Regions from separate parts of the Cricetulus griseus genome. Here region 1 is linked to region 2. The links are chromatin contacts, called in public Micro-C maps. All regions are on one chromosome and are shown on one strand. Each heading gives the region's core, a stretch centred on a gene start, on an enhancer-like site or on the middle of the called end of the contact. The rest is flanking DNA. Distances are from core to core; before and after follow the strand shown.

Region 1 (2,700 bases), core at 161-2,660, 150 kb after region 2:
CCTACCTGCTCCCTGCAGAGCATCTGAAAAGCAAGGTCCCCCCATCTTCCTTACACCCCCTCAAGTTCTCAATTCCTTTCCTCGTGATCCTGCCAAGTAAAGTCACCGTGACCACATACAGAGGGTGGGGAGAACCCAGGCATTTCAACTTCTGCAGAAGAACTTCAGGTTTTCCCCCCTCTAAAGTAAAAAAGAATAAAACTGGGGAGATCTCAAAGGCCAGAAAGAGGGATTAGGAACTAGGAATGCAAAGAAAAGATACAAGAAGGAATTAGTGAGAGAGGAAGCCAATGAGAAAGATCCCCCAGGCAACTGAGTCTTGGCCCAGATGGGCTATGAGTAGGCAGCCAGGCTGGCCCCTCCTTTGGTACTGCCCATGCCAGCTGCCAGGCAGAGAGGAGGCCCAGAGGAGAGGGAAGCTGGGCAAAGGGGATGGCAGACTTCCAGCCTGGCCTTGTCCAACCCTTGGGCCTTGAGGGGGAACTCTTAGGGATGGGGACTCTGATCCAGGCAAAGCTCCAGGGAGCAGGTTTGCTGCCATGGCAAAGTCTGCAGGCAGATGTTTAGTTGAGAAAAGCAAAATACCGCTTCCTGGGCCTTTTTTCAAGGTAGAACCAGCCTCAGATGGGCGTCTTTTAGGTGACAGAGGGGATGAATAGTTTATGGGTCACAGTCTGCTGATGAGGCCACGTGACCACAGTGTGGTCCTGGGCAGGCCCCTTCTCTTCTCTGGATTGACATTTCTTACCTGCAAAGGTCGGAAAGGGGGTGGAAGGTTGAAGCGCATGGTTGCCAAGGTCTTTCTTGGTCCTGCTTTAAGGGGGAAGGTCACATGGTGGGAGTCATGCAAGGAGAGAAGTGGGGAGACCTTAGAGGTGAGCTTGGCTTTTCTGGAATCCCCAGTTTCTCTAAAGTTTTGACTCTGCAGGGTCATAGAAGCCACACCCGCCACACCCACTACACCTGTGAGCGCGCGCGAGCGCGCACTCACACACACAAGCACGCACTCACACCAGACTTTGTTAATCTACAGACAGAGAAAGAGAAGATGACGACAGAGGCAGGTGGCATCCACAGGTAGGCTTTTTCTTCCTCCTCTCACTTTTTTCTTTTCTTTTTTTTTTTTTCTTTTTTTTTTCCTTCCCTAGTTAACAGATGATAAAACCGAGGCCCTAGTTTGGGATTTCCAGAGTTCGGGACTTCCCGGCACCCCGGCTGCTCCAGCTCAGCTGTCCCAGGACGCTCACCCTCACTCCCTCACTCCCCCCCTCCCACCAGCCGGAGCCGCAGGGGAGCACAAACCGGGGCTCCCGAGGGACCGGGTCGTCGGGGCGGTCCTCTGCACGGCGCCGCCCAGCCGGGTGGTCTGTTGGGTTCCCCCGTAGCTGCAGCGCACTCGCTGGGGAGCCGGGGTGCCGGAGAGCCGGCGATCGAGGGCGGAGGCAAGGAGGGAGCGACGGCCGCTGGGAGGGGTGCTGGCGCGAGCTCGCGCGCTGTGTATGGTCTATCGCAGGCAGCTGACCTTTGAGGAGGAAATCGCTGCTCTCTGCTCCTTCCTGTAGTAACAGCCGCCACCACCGCAGCCGTCAAGAGCCGTCAGGAACGGTCAGGAGCCCGGACCGGGAGCGACAGCAGCAGGCGTTCCTCAGCACCAGGTGGGTGGGTCGGCGTGGCGTGGCGTTGGCGCGTGGATAGGGGATTTAGGCTGCAGCCGCGTCCTTGGGACCCAGCACCCTAGAGTCCCCTCTGGCCTGACACCGGGCAAACATCGGTCTGGGCTTCGAGTGGGAGCTTCAGAGGAATCAGGGACGAGGAACCCGTGCAGGGGGCAGCCAGGGGTGGACGCACCCAGAGGCACCGATACTGTCAGGCTCCACCTGGAGCGGGCAGACCCTGGAGTGCAGCCCAGGGCTACTCTAAAGACAGTCGATCTCTTAGTCCTCTCTCCCTGACAGCCCCAGACACGTGCCTGAGGAGACTCGGACCTCGAGTGACGGTCGCTGCATTGCCCTAACTTTCGGCTTGGCATAGCTTCCCTTCCCAGAAATTGAGAGTGTGGGTCAGAGGCTGGGTGGGAAGAAATTTTGCAGTCGTTTCTTGGTCGGGGGACTGTGGGCCTCTGTCTCTTAAGTTTCTCTTTCGGTTTGTAGACCCCTTTAGTTAGGGGATGACACGAAGAGGAAAGGGGACAGGAAGAGAGGAGGGCATCTGCCTACCCAGATCTCCACCCCCAGCCTCGAGGGTTCCTTGTTGGAAGGGAAGGGTAGCCATCTCTCTTCCCGCACAGGAAAGCGTGCCTGGGGTGAGGGAGGAGCCTGGCCTCACCGCAGTCCTTAGGTCCTTTGGTGGCACTGCAGGGCACAGGCAGGCCAGAAACCTCTGCGGAACAAATGGCTTACCTTCTCCTCTAGGTGAACAGCCATGGCGGGCTGGATTCAGGCCCAGCAGCTGCAGGGCGATGCGCTGCGCCAGATGCAAGTGCTCTACGGGCAGCATTTCCCCATCGAGGTCCGGCACTACCTGGCCCAGTGGATCGAGAGTCAGCCCTGGTAGGTGTCCCATGCCCTGAACCTTCGCCTTCAGTGTGGGTCCCTGCTATCCAGGCCAAAGGGTCTCTTCGTTGTGGTTTGGTGTGATTCTGATTCTATCTGTCCTTGTGCGGAAGGGGTGGTGTCCCCGGGAAAGGGGAAGAGGGCAATG
Region 2 (2,700 bases), core at 21-2,520:
CCGGCCCCAGGTTTTTTTTTTTGTTGTTGTTGTCGTTGTTTTTGGTTTTTGTTTTGTTTTGTTTTTCGAGACAGGGTTTCTCTGTGGCTTTGGAGCCTATCCTGGAACTCACGCTGTACTCCAGGCTGGCCTCGAACTCACAGAAATCCCCCTGCCTCTGCCTCCCGAGTGCTGGGATTAAAGGCGTATGACACCAACGCCCAGCTGAAACAGTTTATTTTTAAAAGAACAGAGACATCTGGGCGGTGGTGTCTCTCGCCTTTAATCCCAGCACTTGGGAGGCAGAGGCAGATGGATCTTTGTGGGTTCGAGACTAGCTCTGGTCTACAGAGCGAGTTCCAGGACAGCCTCCAAAGCTACAGAGAAACCCTGTCTTGAAAAAGAAAGAAAGAAAGAAAGAAAGAAAGAAAGAAAGAAAGAAAGAAAGAAAGAAACAAACAAACAACAGAGGTATAGATGCTGAGGTAGAGATTGAAGCTCAAACCCAGCCTATGGCAAGGGTGTGTGTGTGAGCGAGATAGACAGACAGAGACTGAAATACTGAGATTGTGAGTAAAGGAGCAAATTAAAAAACCAGAGATAGTGCTGACCTGCAGATATACAGGGAAGGGTCCCCATTTTTGCTCTATGAATAGGCAAATACAGCTCGCCCTGCTTTAAATCTGAACAAAGATCCCTGACCATTCCCTTCCTCTCCTCCTATCCTCATCTTTTCCCTGCCTCCCCCAAGGTGGGGGTGGGGTGTAAAAAAAAAAAAGGCAGAGAAATACCCATTTTATTTTCTTCTCCATGTATTAGTTCAGGTCTGTGAAAGGTCATGGAGAGACTATTCTTCGAGAAGACCTGGAAGGTCCCCTCTTCTGGCTCAGTCCAAGGAACAATTTTCTTTGCCTCAGGCCTGATTCTTAGGAGGGAAGGGCAGAGCAGGGCAGGGCAAGGCAGGCTGTCCTCTTCAGCCTTCTTGCTCAATTCCATCTGGGGTGGAGGAGTTGAAATTACGCATCTTCAGGTGACCCAACCCCTCCCAGCCACCTGCCCACTGATATAGATCGACAAGAGGGCCCACAGAGGAGCACAGTCTCAGACAAAAGCAGCGGTAGGAGGCTTGGTCACTACCTGCTGTTTGCAAGGAAGAAGGACAAAGCTGACATGATCTCTGCCAGCATTTGGCCCTCCGAACGCGGAGTGGGCGGGCCCTCTTTACGAATCTGCCCAGAGCAGTGGGGGTGGGGGCGTGGATTGCTCCTGCACCTCGTGCACCTAAGAACAGTTGCTCTCTCGGATGCAGCGGGTAGGAAGCAGTTTCTCCACCGGGCAACAAGAGCTGGGGGAGAACCGGGTGACGTCCCGATGTCCCAGCGTTGCTTTGTCTGAAGGATATCCAGTGGCCATACTACCCGTGAGGCTGCTCAAGAATGATCTGGCTGTGGTGCCGAGCAATAGCCGGGTGCACGCAAATTTCCAGATGAAGTTGGATGCCCAAGGCTTCGCTCCGGAGGAGCTGATGGTGCGGGTGGACGGCCAGAACCTGACAGTGACCGGTCAGCGGCAAGAGGTGTCGAATGACGGGGTCAGGGGCGGTTACCGAATAGAGCAGACGATGCACCGGCAAATGCTGCTCCCACCGAACTTAGATCTTGCAGCCATGACCTGCAACCTGACACCCTCTGGCCATCTGTGGGTCCTGGGACAAAAAAGGTCACTACCTCCCCCTGAAGCCCAAGGCCACGGCCCGAGATTCAAGAGCCGGGCATCTAAGCACTCCAACTGATCCTGACCCATTAAACAACCGAGTTGTGCAGCAGTCTTAGGAGTCCCTCAGCGTTTTTTTCTAAGGATGGAGGGTTGGAGCTGCAGGGAAGAGGTGGCCAGGGTAGGCATCTCAGCAGGTAGTAATTACACTGATTAATCGGGAGAGGAGTGTGGACTTAGCTAATAACAACAGCTCCAGCAGGGAGCAGCAGAGGGCTGGGATGGCCTATGGCAATTTTCAGACTCAATGGATGGTCCTGAACCAGGATGGACAGTGTTAAACCTGGCAAGGGGTGCTATGGAGGACAGGTGGTGATGAGCTGCAGCACTGGCCTTACGAGCAATCTTCAGTGTTTCTCTTTAGGGAGAGGACAGAAGAATGGGTGTCAGAAACCTAATGCAGTCCTACCAAAAAACCAAAACCAAAACCCTTGGAGGTCACTACAGACACCAACAATGGAAATACAGGTTGCATATCCTTTAATGTAAGCTGAGGGGAGCCCGGGGTCAGCCCCAGACCAGTCCTGTCTTCCTACACCATCAGAGCTGCCACCAGCAGGGCCTCTTTCTTTTGGTTACCATGACCACCAGCATCCTCTCACACGCAGGGGGTGGAGCCATTTAATCAGACTGGATGATTCATTTATATTAACTTCAGGAAAAATAGAAAGTATATGTATGGCCTGACAAACTCTGCCAGAGAAAGACGAGGAAGACAAGTGTGAGGTCGATCGATCGGCTGACTATATTGACAAGATACTGATTGGTTACATGTTGAAGAAAACATACAATACAAAATACAGAAAAAGTTGGTTCCGTCCCCTCCCACTCCCCCCCCCCTTACCCACCCATCCCCAAATACTCATCATCGTGATTTGGTCAGAATAGGGCTCAGAGCCAGAAGTCAGGGTGACCAAGGGTGGAGGGGTCCTGGGCCATGGGTATGTG

What was found. A called contact is a pair of places that touch in the nucleus more often than the background predicts.
Region 1: a Micro-C map of the CHO-K1 cell line shows a contact between it and region 2, with 2.0 times the contacts expected there. The contact joins the promoter of LOC100755571 here to the promoter of Hspb9 in region 2. A contact is called at or near these places in 2 of 8 Hi-C or Micro-C datasets (both in the CHO-K1 cell line).

The regions. Positions count from the first base shown.
Region 1 is chr7:113,899,509-113,902,208 of CriGri-PICRH-1.0, forward strand. It overlaps LOC100755571 (signal transducer and activator of transcription 5A), which reads left to right and starts at 1,411. Exons shown (of 18, transcript XM_027428132.2): 1 at 1,411-1,655; 2 at 2,412-2,549. The coding sequence starts at 2,422.
Region 2 is chr7:113,754,381-113,757,080 of CriGri-PICRH-1.0, forward strand. Hspb9 (heat shock protein beta-9) reads left to right here and starts at 1,271. Exons shown (of 1, transcript XM_035448155.1): 1 at 1,271-1,771. The coding sequence starts at 1,283. The coding sequence ends at 1,771. Rab5c (ras-related protein Rab-5C) reads right to left here. Exons shown (of 6, transcript XM_027428140.2): 6 at 2,216-2,700.